Regions from separate parts of the Mus musculus genome. Here region 2 is linked to region 1. The links are chromatin contacts, called in public promoter capture Hi-C maps. All regions are on one chromosome and are shown on one strand. Each heading gives the region's core, a stretch centred on a gene start, on an enhancer-like site or on the middle of the called end of the contact. The rest is flanking DNA. Distances are from core to core; before and after follow the strand shown.

Evidence for each region. Promoter capture Hi-C pulls out the DNA fragments that hold promoters and counts their contacts.
Region 2: a promoter capture Hi-C map of pre-B cells shows a contact between it and region 1. The contact joins the promoter of Rab33a here to the enhancer-like site in region 1. A contact is called at or near these places in 6 of 39 promoter capture datasets (the HPC-7 cell line, cranial neural crest, liver and 3 more), 1 of 484 Hi-C or Micro-C datasets (CD4 T cells) and 3 of 115 datasets of contacts at active chromatin or transcription factors (the 230-238 cell line, embryonic stem cells and memory CD8 T cells).

The regions. Positions count from the first base shown.
Region 1 is chrX:48,306,864-48,314,303 of GRCm38.p6, reverse strand. No RefSeq gene overlaps it. Among named protein-coding and RNA genes, the nearest start is that of 9530027J09Rik, 25 kb to the right of the region's middle. Within about 2 kb of position 3,368, at least 18 of the 459 cell types and tissues checked have an H3K27ac peak or open chromatin away from gene starts, as enhancers often do.
Region 2 is chrX:48,514,941-48,522,380 of GRCm38.p6, reverse strand. It overlaps Rab33a (RAB33A, member RAS oncogene family), which reads right to left and starts at 3,096. Exons shown (of 2, transcript NM_011228.2): 1 at 2,523-3,096. The coding sequence starts at 2,780.

The DNA of each region.
Region 1 (7,440 bases), core at 2,119-4,618:
AAGGTTTTGGAAGGATTATTTGATACATAAAGGTGGTTAGTTAAGTCAGAAGAGAAGTTAAACTCTGAACTCTCCTCTCCTCTTCCTTTGGGGCCACGCACATCCTGCGCACAACTGAATCTCCCTTGTAACTTCCCTCAGCCTCTCAATCTCAATTTTCCTTAGTCTTCGGCTCTTCACCGTGTTTACTTGGGATCGCGAGGAAATCGTTGTTATACTCTCCCTCAGCTCGCTGCAGGGGTCCATGTTGAATGTGGGGTCCAAACAAAATGAGAGGTAGGCTACACAAGACACAGACACGCAGGGGCCTGACTTCACAGATTACCGCCCCTGATTGTTTTATTTTTCTATTTAATTATTTACTTATTGAGGCGGAGTCTTGCTAGGTACCTCAGACTGGTCTGGACTTCACCACGGAGCCCACACTGGCTTTGAACTTGATTGAGCTCCTTCAGCATTTCAAAAACACAAGCAGCTTCGCTCAGTTTATGGCTCCCATTTTGAAGGTGGAGAAACTGAGGCCACCCAGATGGCTTAATCATTTGCTGAGCTCACGCAGGGAGATGGTAATAGAGATTAGAATGGGGTTTGTGCTTCGGGGTCAGATTAAGCAGCCATATTCTCCCCCAAGTCCCTCTAGCTCGCCACTTCAAATGGCTGAATGATTCTTTATTAATTCTCGTTGCCATAGTTTTGGTAGCATGTTTTATTGTTTCTGTCACCTGTGCTAGGTCATAAGTATTCAAGTGATGGAGATGATTTTTTTGTTTTGTTTTTGTTTTTCGAGATAGGGTTTCTCTGTATAGCCCTGGCTGTCCTGGAACTCAACTTTGTAGACCAGGCTGGCCTCGAACTCAGAAATCCGCCTGCCTCTGCCTCCCAAGTGCTGGGATTAAAGGCGTGCGCCACCACTGCCCGGCTACAATGGAGATGATCTTAACATCACAGCTTAGTGCCCACAAGAAGGCTGGCATATACGGAAGGCATTCAAAGCTTCTTTTTCTAATGCTAGAAATGAGGATTTAGACTTCTAAGCTTTTCCTGGTCAAGCCATCCACCTACACACCTGGCTTGGAAGTAGTACTCCTTTAGGGGTAAGACCTGTCTACTGCCACATAGCACCTTCTGTACCCTGGCACTTTTCTTCCAACACCAATGTATGGCAGGCAGTGCAAACATGCATGCATATCAGCACAGAGCCCTGCTGCTTTTCAAAAATATCAGTAGTTGCAGTATGTCTTGGCAGGATTTGGAAGGGACCCTGCACAGTGAGAAGAAGTATCCCTTACCCCCCCTTATTTCCCTGACCCCTCAAAGACTACAACTAGCCACAAACCACATGGCCCACAAGCAACTGAGATTTGTGGCCTTTGGAACTTCCCAGGGCAGGGGTCAGTAAGGAGGTCAAAGGGGGTGTGGGCATCACACAGTCCAGAGTCATTACTCTAATGCCCTCTGGGAGAGTTTCCAATCAATGGCTCTATTTGTCCTCCCTTCAGGGAAGACTGGGGGTAGGGCAGCAGGGGTCTATTATCAAGCCCACCCCCACAACACTGCCTCCCAGAAGCTCACCCTGGGGCCTGGCATTCTATCCAGAAGACAGAAACCAGAAATGGGACTATATCTCTGGGCCTGAGCAGGTAGACTGTAATAGTCTGGAGTTTTATTGGAGGATCTATGACATTTAAAGAGCCAGCAAGATCACTTTGCTTCCTGTGCTCCACCCCCTTTAACCACCACATTTTGAATGACTCGTTTTCAGGAAATGTCCCCCACCCCCAACTCCTCACGGTGTTCTTTCTAGGAGTCTTAGAATCATTCCATGTAAGAAACAGATAGGATAGTATAATGGTTAAACACCTGAAGCTGGACAATGACTAGACCTGGATTTCAAACTCAGTTTTGCTATTAGGTAATAATGAAACCTCTTTTAATTTAGAGGTCTGGACTTTTATTATCTGCACCATATTTGCTTTCTCTTCTAAACAGGGACAATAATAGTACCCACCATATATATTGATTCAATATAATATATGCTATATACAGTTGCCACTTGGGAAGAGCTCAAGAAATAGTGGCCATGGTAACCATTTTTATTAGTCTTTGTCGCAAACAAGTACTATTCTACTTGTTACCTATGGGGCCCAGAGCACTTCACAAGTCAAGTCATTCTGCAAGATCCTGGAGAGATGGAATTCTTGCTGGCACCCCTCCCCGCACAGCCTTTGGGTCATTCGATATGGGATTGGCCAGGGCTATGCCCCACTGTAGAGTAAGTGTGGCTGTGGCTACAGGCAATATCCCCTGAGGGGACTTAGCTTTATTGACTAAGATAGCATTAAGTGGCCAGCTGTGTGTGTGTCTGTGTCAGATAAATAGTCCCAACATCGTATCTAAAATGCCTACTCCTGGCATGTGGGCCAGGTAAGCACCCTGGAAGCAGCCTCTAGCTAAGAGCTTACATTTGCAGAGAAGCTACTGTGGAAATGTTTTTGCCTGATGCGCTTGTTCTATCCAGCCTTTTAAAAAATTTTACCCATGTAAATAATGGGAATTCGCTTTTGATTCCAAACTGTGGCGGTGGGTTCAAGTGATGATAGTTGCTAGTGGTAGAAGGAAGACGGTTAGTTCGGTACGTGCTGGGCACAATGGCGGAGAAACAATATATGGTTCTGTCCAGAGTTCACCAATATGTAGGTTCAGCTCTGCCTTGACAAGACATTTTATCTCAGCGTTATTGTTTTTGTTGTTGTTGTTATTCTACATAGAGTCTTAGCTTGGTCTGGAACTCTCTATTTGCCTGTCTCAGCTTCCTCTTGAGATCTCGCTTCTGAATTCATCCTTATTCGGTTTGGACTACAAAGTGGAGAGAATGCATATCTCCCATCAGACTCAGGGCTGTCCTGAGGCTGGAGATATTGTCACACACCCCTCCCCAAGCCTCCCCACCCAGGACTGGGAGCTTTCTGAAATTGGAGCCCTGCGTCTCCTCCCTTAAGCTGGCGATTCTCCAGCCCGAGGAACCAAACGAGCTGCTTCCATACTCAGGAGCATCTCCAGGACTAGTGAGTGCCCTATGCATTTTTTGGTATTCGAAGCACCCAGAAGCTTGGCATCTAAGGCAGAGCAACTGGCTCGAATCTGGCCAGAAAGGTTGCCTGACGGGCAGAACTCCTGTCCTCTGGCTGGCCAGAACGAGAAGGTTGTCCATTGTAGGAAGACGGAGGGCCCACGTGGTGGGTCCCTGCAAAGGGGTGCTCCGGAGTCGGTTCAGGCCCTTTTATCTGCACCCCCCCTCCCCGCCGCCGCGCAGAAACCCTCTCCCCAAAGAAGGCTGGCTGCCTAGGGAGGGCCCGCAGGGGAGGGGAAAGGAGAGAGCATGAGCACTGTGGGGGCTGGGAGAGGCTGGAGAGGCTGGAGAGGTGGTGGAGGGCCGAGGGCCAGAGACCAAGCAGCAAGGAGCCGCCAGAGTCGCTGGAGAACGCAGAGGAAAAAAGAGGAGGAAGGAAACTCATTCCGCCCCAGACACCAAGTATCTCCTGTTACCAGCGGAAAGGTGCTGCCTCAGAAGAGGTGATCAAAGCCATTGAGAGCGGGCGATCACGTGAACAGAGAGAGAGAGAGAGAGAGAGAGAGAGAGAGAGAGAGAGAAGAGAAGAGTAAAAAGCGGACCGACAGACAGACCAACAAAGAGCCTAAGAGCCCAGAGGGAGGCCAGCAAGGAGGAGGCATGGACCAGGGGCTAAAGGAGCAGAAAGGAGAGCTCAGTGCATGGGCCCACTCCCTCTTTTTCCTTCTCTCTCTCACCATCAACTCTCCAGTCTCACACTTAGGGGGCCCAGTGACCAAATGGGAACTGCAGGGTCTGTTTGCCTGCCTAAGAAGCCCTTTCTTCTCCATCACACTCTGTCTACTCGGCTAGGTTTGACACTTCCCTCTCCCAGAACAACAAAATGGGCAGTAATTGGGCTTGGTAAATACTACTCCTTTCCAGCTTGCAAAGTACAGGGAATTCCCTGTTATCTGCAGGGGATGGGGTGGGGGTGTAAGCTCCCTCTAGGCCCTTGGAGTCTGGAATCCCCCTGACCTTAGAGTACCCCTCAAGGCCACTGGGACATGAGACCCAGGGTACCCAGAGTTCACTGAGCAACAACAAACGAAGGGTTGGGTAGGAGTCTAACTGTGCCAGGCAGAGTGCTAAGCGCAAGGACCTGCTGAACTGGACAAAACAATGCAGTCTGCCTTCTGGAAGCTTTTATTGTGAAGAGAGACAGGTCACAGACAGGCAGAAAAGACCAACTGCAAAAAGGTCTATACCAAGTGCCAGAGGGAATATGGAGGATGGAGACAGAACAGAACCTTTAGGAGGTAGGGGTTGGAGCAAAGCACTCAAGAGTTCTGGAGGCCAAAGAATGTAGGGACAGGTGGAGGAACTGCTCTGAACAGAAGGGCTGAAGCAAAGACCAACTCATAGTTGAACCTTCGTTGGTTCACAGTTATAAAGGGAGATCTGTCATTTTAAAACAAACTGAACTGTAAACATTGCTATTTTTCTTTATCTAATTGCAGACCCTACTGCCGGCCCCTTGTTGCCACTGATTACTGGGAATTGGCTATAATTTTCCAAAGTGCTACCAATTCAATAAAAAACCTTGTTCAGTCTGCTTTTTCCATTGAGGAAGTTCGGGCCAGGAGGAAATGAGGTCAATATCCTGTCGTTCCTCAGTCCCCCTGCCCCACAACGATAAGAGGTGACCACCCACTCAGTGAATATGACCCAGAGGCACTAAAATCTCGGCCTGGCATTGCCCTGTTCCCTCAACACACACCATGGTCTTTCCATTCCTTGCTGGGATTGGACAATTAGAGCAGAGTCTCTCAATCCAGACTCTTAGGTCCTTAGAGCAGGCCAGGTGTTCCTTGGCTATCTTAGTGCTCTCTTCTTGACTTCTTAATCATACGAATTACTTTATCTTGTTTAGTTTGCAGAAATAAATTCTATTCTCTGTTTCTCCTGAGGGGTTTTTACCAAGGGCCCCAAGAACTCGGTATTTCTTTAACCTTACAGCCTTTCTTCTGGCCAACGTCCAACTGCACTAGAAGTTGGGGAGTCTTACTAACATAAGGGTATTTCGGTGCAAGGGAGGACATAACAGCTACCAGTTTTAGCTCTTGACTTCTACCATGCCATCCTCAAGGCTAAGAGATGTCATTTTGATAAGTGGCTGGCTGGATTTCTCAGGGCAATGGGACCAAATTCCCAAATAGGCTGCAGACCCAATAGCACCCAGCTTTTGCATGATCTAGTGGAAAGTCGATACCCTCACCACCATCAGGCATGCTGTGGTTATCACTCTAGTGTTCTATCCATTTCTTAGTCTGCAACCATCTATTTCTCACTGAGGATCCCTCTGTACTCAGAACTAGGTACAGACTCCTTCCCACAAGGACCATCTGCTCCATTAAGAAAGCCATTGAAACTCGGTACATGGCAGTGCACACCTTTAGGTCTTAGGAGGTAGAGGCAGGCAGATGTTTGTGAGTCAAGGTCAGCCCGGTCTACAGAACAAATTGTAGCCAGCAGAACTACACAGTGAAAACTTGTATCAAAACTACTTGTTAAAGGAAGAGATGACACATTCTACACAGCAGGAGAGTATGTTAGCATTTTTTCATTGTTGCTGTTGAGACAGAGAATCATTATAGCTCAGGATGGCCTCAAACTCCACCTGTAGCAGAGAAATTTCTTCCTCCCAAGTGCTGAAATTACAGACATGCAATATCATACCTGTTTTATGCAGTGCTGGGGATGGAACCTGGAGCTTTCTGCAAACTAGACAAATACTCTACCCACCAGGCTATATATCCCCAGCCAAAATATAATCAATAATTTAATTTAAGCTACTTATGAACTGTGTGGATTTCATATATGTATTTAGTTTTGAGATGTCTTACGTTTAGCTCATATACTCTAGGCTAGCCTTGAACTCATGACAATACCCCTGTCTCACCCCCCACCCCCAACTCAGCTAGCTGTGAAGATTTTAGTTAGGGAGACTCAGTTTTTTCTGTCGAGAGAAATCTGTAGAGTAGGAATAATAATGACCCACACAGGGTCCTCAAGTGAAGATGTGTTGATAATTTATGGAAAAAAGCCAAACACAGAATCTAGTTGTCTTACTTCTTTTGTGGCTATGTTGTTACACACCTACTATCCAAAGACAACCAACTACTATCAGCCTTTTAGTGCATTTTCTTCCAGGTTTTGTTTTGGTTCATTTTATGTTTTGAGCCTTACCATGTAGCCCAGGCTACCCCAAATTCTCCATCCTCTTGTGCCAACCTCCCTAGTGCTGAGATCATTTGTGGGCACTACCACCTGCAGTCTTTCCATGTTTAGAGGGGTGGGAGAAGCACAGTCTTTTGTAAGACAGGGTGGTCTGGAACTTACTGTGGAGCCACGAGTGGCCTTTAACTTCTGATTCGCCTGCCTCTACTGTTTCACTGCTAGAATTACCATCACTTTTTTTTGGCTTTTCGAGACAGGGTTTCTGTGTAGCCCTGGCTGTCCTGGAACTCACTTTGTAGACCAGGCTGGCCTCGAACTCAGAAATCCGCCTGCCTCTGAGTGCTGGGATTAAAGGCGTGCACCACCACGCCTGGCTTGCCATCACTTTTAAAAAAAAAAATGTGGTGTTGGGGATTGAATCCAGGGCTTTAATGCTTTAGGCAAGCGTTTTACCAACTGAGCTACATCCCTGCCTCCAAATCTATTTTCATCAAATAATTTGCGATTAACGTAATACATAATGTTATAGCTTACTTTTTAACTTAAATTTACAACAGTAAGTTCCTTGATATTTGTAAACATTATCTTAGTGATCACATAATTGTTCATTGTGTAGATTCCTGTTGTGTTTTCAAAGCTCCTAGGCATACTGTTTCCTTTGTTCTTTACCCCTGACCACCTCAGCAATGCCCTTAATGACACAGGCCCTTGCCAAAGACAATTACAGAAGCACCTGTTTCCCATCCTCTACATTCACATCCAATTATCCCCCAAGAAATCGATTGCGATCTCTACTTTCACTTAGGCATCTCCACAGATGTCTGTCCTTACACTTTGAAAAGTTAATTTTTAACTTAGCATACAAAGTCATTAAAATACCAAATGCCTCACAAATGTGCTTGCCGTTCTTGAACAGGGGTCGTACTAATTCCTGTGTTCCAATTTTGGTACACGAACTGCCGAAGCGAACACTGTCATTACACTTAATGGAAGCCAAGGCATACTCAGACCTTTTGGTGCCGTGTGTACACCGACATACTTTAGCCTCAGAGGATCATCTTCTCTTTCAGCTTATGATCTTTCTTGGTACTAGGCTCTAGTCTGCCTTCTGAGCCCATGCTCCAACGGCGGCTTCCTTAAGAAGTTATGTT
Region 2 (7,440 bases), core at 1,847-4,346, 210 kb before region 1:
GTGTAAGTATGTGCCCACGAGTGAATGTATTTGTGGAGGCCAGAGCAACATCGAGCATCTATCCCCCAGCAGAGATTGTCATATGTGCCACTTGGAGGACACAAAGGAGAAAGCCTAAAAGAGGTAATACACTACTCTAGAACTAAGAAGAGATAATGAGAAGTCTCTACCACTCACCTGCCAGGGCTTCTACTTATAATCTGATAGCTTACTATAGCTGGCTGAACTATGGGGCTAACCGTACCCCTACCCCTACCCCTACCCCTAACCATGTTTTGGTACTTTTTTTTCTTGCAGAAAAAGCATGAAGCACAATCTACGTCCTTCTTGATTTCTTGCCAGCTGCCATGTTCTGCCATCTTGCCACAGACACTCTGGTCTCTCACCTGCCAGCTTTGGCCTTAGCGATTCAACAGCTTACAGGGGAGTGAGGTCAGCATGTCCCAGGTCCCACACTCCACTGAGGTTTCTTGCCCAATTTGTCCTCAGAGGTTCCTCCTTGAACTGTGTTACAAGGCTTTGTCCTTTTAGAAATATCATCTTCCCCTCAAAACCCATATTAAGCACTTATCTGCACGGGGTGTTGTGCTGATCTGTTTCCAGTGAGTCACACTGTCACAGGCTCTGCCCTCTGGGGAAAAAAAGTCTAGGATATTTGGCAGGGACTTGAAAGCCAGTTAGTTAGGTTAAGTCCAGGGGTGGTGGTTGTGGCCAGGGCCGGGGGTAGGGTGTGGGGTGTGGGGTGGGGTAATGGTTTAAAGCCCTCCCCAAGGCCATTGGTTGATAACTCCATCCACTGTTCACCTCCTACCCCTCATTTCTCCTCTTCCCTTTCTCCCCCTTCATCTCCCTTCCCTCCTAGACTCCCATGCACTTCTGTTTCCCCACCACTCAAACTTCAGAGGGATTTAATATGCTGCTCCAACTTTTAAGCCCAGGAAACACTTCAGCTCACTGTAATAGCTGATTTTAAGTAAATGATAACATTAAACATGATTCTGAAGGTGTTTTAAAATGCATCCATTGATTTATTTCTACTTTGATTATAAAAAAATCACGTCTTAGACTTTCCAATGTCTTATAGCCATATATTAAAGAAACTAGGCACCGTCAAGGAAGAAGCCCTGACCTGTGCAAACATTCAACATGAAGAGTCCTTGAAAAAGAAAAAAGACAGATCCCCGCATTGGCTTTAAAAGGCCATCCCTGTCGCCTCAGATTGGAAAGAGCTAAAATAGATCAGAAGTTCAAAAGAATCTATTATCTCCCAGACCCAGAATCTCTCCTTCTCTCTCCACCCATCTTCCTAAAGCACAGTGCTTTGGCTTGTTTGCTGAAGTCATTTTAAAATGCAATCATTTTGATCACCAAGAAATCTTGCACAATTTGGGGTGTTTTGTCATTCTCTCCAGTTCACCAGTCCTTCACTCTGTGTCACTCAGAACACAGGACAGGGCATGTGTCTCCTTCAGCTGTTTGACCAACAAGTTTACCTTCATCTCTGACTTCCCCGGGGGTCCTGCTCAAGCAAAGGCCAGCTATGAGTCTAGAGGACTTGGTGTTTAGTAACCCCGGTGTCTTCTTACAAGCTTTCTATGACACACAAAGCTGTCCTTGCCATACCCCGCTTCCTGCTACCCCCTCCCAACACACTGACATACCCTGTCTTACCGAGTTTCTACTTTCGCTACACTAAATGAACATACAAAAATATTTGTACTTGGCCTATTTAGTAAACTATGTCAAGGCACTTCCCCCTGACCCTCAGAGAAGTTGTTGTGTGTTTCCCAACAAGCCTTCTGAAGACAATGCCAGTAGAATGAGTAATGGGCTCTTCATTCACCAGCTTCATCCAAACCGATCTAAAGCAGCAAGCATCTGGGAGGGACTGCCCCCAAAGAACAAGTTTTGGGAGATTATGAAGAGCCAGCAGGTGACTGTGTCTCAGCCTTTAAAAGGGCTTTGTGACATAACCATGCTCCATGCCACCTCCATCTCAAGTCAGCTCTACTCACAAGTATAAACTGCATTCTAAAATAAAGCCGTGTTCTTGCTCCATTTATTCCCAACCTCTCTAATGTCACAGGGCTTAGCCAGGATGACTTTTTTTTTTCTTTTTTGCAGCCTATTGGCACCCAAGAGGTAGAAAGGACCTCAAAATGTGTAAAGTGCTTTGAGATCCATCCCACAAAACTAGGACCAGAGATGTCTCAGGCCTTTCTGTGTTCAGGGGTGTCTCTCCCGTTTAGGATTGAGAACAATTTCAAACCTGCTTTTCCCGGCCAAAGCTGTCAGGTAGGGGCAAAGGGTAAGAATGCAACCACCCTGGCTTGCCAGAAAATTTGGGTTAGGTGGGGATGGGCCCCTGAAAGAAGCTAAAAGGGTTGTGGATGTGCCCAGGGTCTTGAGCTCGGCAGGTGGCGACACAGCCAAAGCTAGTCATTTATTATCACTAGCAATATACCTCAGGCGGAAACCCCCTCCCAGGTTCCTCCCTGCCCGGACCTGACCAGCAGGATCACCTTGATCTTCTCGCCCTCGATTTCCACGGTCTTCTCCCTGAAGTCCACACCGATAGTGGCCTCAGTCTTGTCTGGGAAAGTACCCCCGCAGAAGCGGAAGGTCAGGCAGGTCTTGCCCACGTTGGAATCCCCAATCACGATGATTTTGAAAATGCGAATCTGCACGTACTGGTCCATCGATGAGTCGAGCTCCAAGGATGCCAAGCCAGCAGCTGAGGCGGGCTGCAGGCTCCCATGGCCCAGGATGGGCTGTGCCATCTCCCCGGGACAGGACCCGGGTCCCAACCCCACTCGAGGGCTCCACACAAAGAAAGCGGCCACGTTAGTGCGCTCAAAGCGAGAGAGCTTTGTGCGTGTGTGTGTGTGTATGTGTGTGTGCTCGCACGCGCGTCTGGAAGTGTGTGTCCGCCCGTGTGTGCGTGCGCCGGCAACGTGTGTGTGCGCGCGCGCGTGAAGAGGGTGCTCTCACCCCAGGCACCCCTCCTCCTTTCCTAGTGCACCCTCCTTTCAGCTCAAAGGCACAGACACAAAAGCTTGAGAGAGAAGAAATGGAGACTGGGCCAGCCTTGAGAGGTCTCCTTCTGCCGGTGTGTGAGCTCTGGGACTGCAGGCTCAGGCTGTGCCGCGCCTTTGCTTAGACCCTCCCCTTCTGGACCCCAGGGACACACTGGAGGGAGAAAGCCTAAGCACAACAGGGAAGGGATGAGGAGTGTGGAACACAGCGCCTCAGGCGAGCCTTCTCTTCTTGTCCCCAGTTCTGTGGTGGGTTTCAGGCTTCCCACCCCTACTTTGAGCGCATAGGCTCGGTGGGCAGTGAGCACAGCTGGGGAAGACAAAGAGCGCTGTACCCTAAGGCATCGCAGGAGAGTTTCGAGTCCGGTGCAGCATTAAGGGGTCGGGATCTGAGATACCTTGTTCACACCTCCACAGCCACTGACAGCTGCGCCACTGTGGTTCCCTGCCTCCCCCCACCAAGTCTTAGGAAAAGGAGGTATTCAGTCTTACTGAGTAAGCAGGTGCACTCTTTGGTGCCCAAGGAATTGGGGAGGACACTGCCAGGACACCAGTGAACGCAGTGGCTTGTGGAGGGCCCCCACGCAGCTGAAAGGAGGCAGACACGGGGCACGGGCGTGAGTGTGTAGGGGGTGTTACTGTTTCTGTCAAAGACTTGCCAGATGTAGGGGGGCTCGTACCAGGCGCCAACCTCCCCTCATCACACCACGAGCACCCACCCTCTGAATGTTCAGGAGGGTGGTTCCCATTGGCTGCCACAGTCGGTTGTGTTTGGCTGGCCAATGAGGAAGGCCCGCCGCGGGAGAGGGCCATACAGAGGCTAGGAGGAGGGGGAACTAGTGGGGACAGTTCCAGCAAAGGGGGACTTTGTTTCTGTGGCTAACCATTACAGGCCCAGGTGAGGGCACTTAGGACACGGCATAAACCCCATGATTCCTGATACACTGAGCCCTTCACAAAGCCATACGGTGTTTCAGATTGGCAGAGTTTGAAGGGGAATTGGAATCCCAAGGAGGGTCCACCCACCCCCTGCAAGTGAATGTAGAATATAGTGGTTGGGTCTAATTTGTCAGAAGCCTAGATTATGCTTGGAAGATGATAAATGAATACAACTTTTTTACGATTTCAGAGGGTAGCTTCCCAAGGCTTACTAACCATCACACAACTTGGTCAAGACCCATATTCCATCTCCCAAAAGTGACTTTCAGGTTTAACATCTGTATGAAGTCAACTTAGGTACGATTTGCATACAACAATGAGTACCCATTTTATGTTTGTTTTAGGAATTTGCTCATCTCCCTTATATTTCATAGGCTAAGGTATCACAGACATATACCATTAGCATCAACATATGAGATATTGCTAATGTCATCAAAGTCAGGGGAGCCAGCAGCACACATGAGCTGCCATTTTGCATGTGAGGCTGATCTACAGGAAGCCTCAGTGTAATGAAATCCATTCCCACTAAGGAAAAATGTAAAAGTAACTTTTGTTCACCTGGTATAATTGTCATCTCAGAGACTTACAGCTTCCATCTGCTAACCTAGGCCTAGGATTGGAAGCTTCTAGACTCTGTATAATCTACTCTAGGCCCAGAATGGTTTCAACCTCTAAGGCTTACTTTTGAATAAGGCCATCCTTTCTAGCTCTTTCTGAATTCTGTCTGACTGGTTCAAGTCAGCTGTTTTGGCCCAAACTCCTCTCTAAGCTGACTGATTCAAACTGGCTTCTCTCAGCTTCTGACTGGATTGCTCTGCTTGGCCTCATACTAACTTTGGCCATCTGTTCTAATCTTCTGGCTCCATCTGCCTGCCTCTGTCTCCTGAGTGCTAGGATTAAAGATGTGGACCACCATGCCTGGACCTAAGCTTTTCTTTACCTGAAACTTACTCTGTACCAGGCTGACCTTGAACTCAGAGATCTGCTTGCCTCTGTCTCCTGGGATTAAAGATGTGTCTGTGTATTCCAGAAGATCTTTGGATGTGGTCCCTTGCTAGAGCAGCCATGTTTGGGATTAAAATTCCTCTACAGGAAAATAAAACAGCCCAGGATCTGAGTGATGTGTGTGTAAGCACATTGGAATGTGAGTGCTCAGCCAAGTTCAAGTTATTAAAAATACAGCCTTCTACTTAATCTTATTCTTGAGTTGGAGATATAGCTGTAGCCCTTTACTATACGTGTGGGTCACCCATTTCTAAAACCCTTGATTATACTAGACAACATTAAAACCATCCAGAGAAGCCGGGTGGTGGTGGTGTCTGCCTTTAATCCCAGCACTTGGGAGGCAGAGGCAGACAGATTTCTGAGTTCGAGGTCAGCCTGGTCTACAGAGTGAGTTCCAGGACAGCCAGGGCTATACAGAAAAGCCCTGTTTTGAAAAACCAAAAAAAAAAGGGGGGGGCTGGAGAGATGGCTCAGTGGTTAAGAGCACCGACTGCTCTTCTGAAGGTCCTGAGTTCAAATCCCAGCAACCACATTGTGGCTCACAACCAGCAACCACATGGTGGCTCACAACCATCCATGATGAGATCAGATGTCCTCTTCTGGTGCATCTAAAAACAGCTACAGTGTACTTAAATATATGAATAAATAAATCTAAAAAGAGAGAGAGAGAGAGAGAGAGAGATTGGATCTCACTGCGTTGTTCCATGCTGCTCCCCAAAACTGCTGGGCTCAAGGGCTGTCTTGCCTCAGACCTTCAGTGAGTTTCTAGAAATAACAAAAAGCAATATCTATAATGTCATTATAATATAAAATATATTTATTTTATTCTGGAATTGATATTTTCAATAATAATCCCCCAAAGCAGATTTAGATGAAAAATATCATTCAAAGCCAGGAGGTGGTGACACAGGTCTTCAATCCCAGCACTCAGGAGGCAGAGGCAGAGTCAGGCAGATCTCTGTGAGTTTGAGGCTAGCCTAGTCTACAGAGCAAGTTCCAGGATAGCCAGGGCTACATGGAGAGAAACCCTTTCTCAAAAAAAAAAAAATTAATCTTGAGGGCTGGAAAGATGGCTCAGTGGTTAAGAGCACTTGTTCTTGCAGATGACTAAGTTTACTTCTTGGCACCTACAACATAGCCAACTATGCCTAATTAATGTTATGAGGGCACCAACCATACACCTAGTACACAGACATAAATGCAAGCAAAACAGTCATACATATAAAATCAATCTTTAAAATGTTACTAACTGTGTTTTGAGGCTTTGGGGGTAGCTGTCATTTTTTTTAATTAGGTATTTTCCTCATTTACATTTCCAATGCTATCCCAAATGTCCCCCATACCCACCCACTCCCACTCCCCTGCCCACCCACTCCCACTTTTTGGCCCTGGGGTTCCCCTGTACTGGGGCATATAAAGTTTGCAAGTCCAATGGCCTCTCTTTCCAGTGATGGCCGACTAGGCCATCTTTTGATACATATGCAGCTAGAGTCAAGAGCTCCGGGGTACTGGTTAGTTCATAATGTTGTTCCACCTATAGGGTTGGTAGCTGTCTTTTAGCATCTGTTTCTGAGACAGGGTCTCTCTATGTAGTCCTGGCTAGCTTCCAACTCACAGAAATTCTCCTGGATCTGTCCCCCTAGTGCTGTGATTAAAGGCATGTGCTACCACATCCAGCTTGTTTTGTTGTTAGTCTTTTCTTTCTTTCTTTCTTTCTTTCTTTCTTTCTTTCTTTCTTTCTCTCTCTTTCTTTTCCTTCCTTCCTTCCTTCCTTCCTTCCTTCCTTCCTTCCTTTCTTATCGAGACAGGGTGTTTTGTAGTCCCAGCTTTCCCCTAACTCACCAAATAGCTGAGGATGACTGGATGACCTTGAACTCCTGATTGCCTTTCTCTGCCTCCCAAGTGCGGTCATTAGAGGTATATGACTCCACTCCTGGCTTCATGACTTGCGATTTTAAACACTGATCTAATCTGCTGAACAGATAATGAAACTTTGGGTGTTTTCATGCAATGAATCCTGCTTCCTGGGTTAAACTTCCTAAATTATGCTTTAGTCATTCCCTTCCACCAAGATATATATAAAAAAAAGGAATTTCATCATTTTCAAATTCATTTGACAGTTCAAGTTTGGCTGCGATGCAGTTGCATTCCTTATCACTACTTCCTAATACAGCAAGTCTTCTGTTATTGTTTCCTGAAAATAGACTGAACTTTATTTCTGATTTTTTTTTAAACTTTGGATAGGGGCTGTGTGCTGCTTCAAACTGAAAAGAGGACCTTGGAATGTTTAGCAAACATCTTGCCTCTGAGCTATACTCCCAGCCTTTCAGTGTTTTGAAGCAGTCTATGTTGCTCAGGTTGGTCTCTAATTCCTAATTTAGTTCCATGCGCTGAGAAACTGTAGGTTTTCATCCTTGTTTGTTTGTTTGTTTGTTTTGGTTTGTTTTTCGAGAGGGTTTCT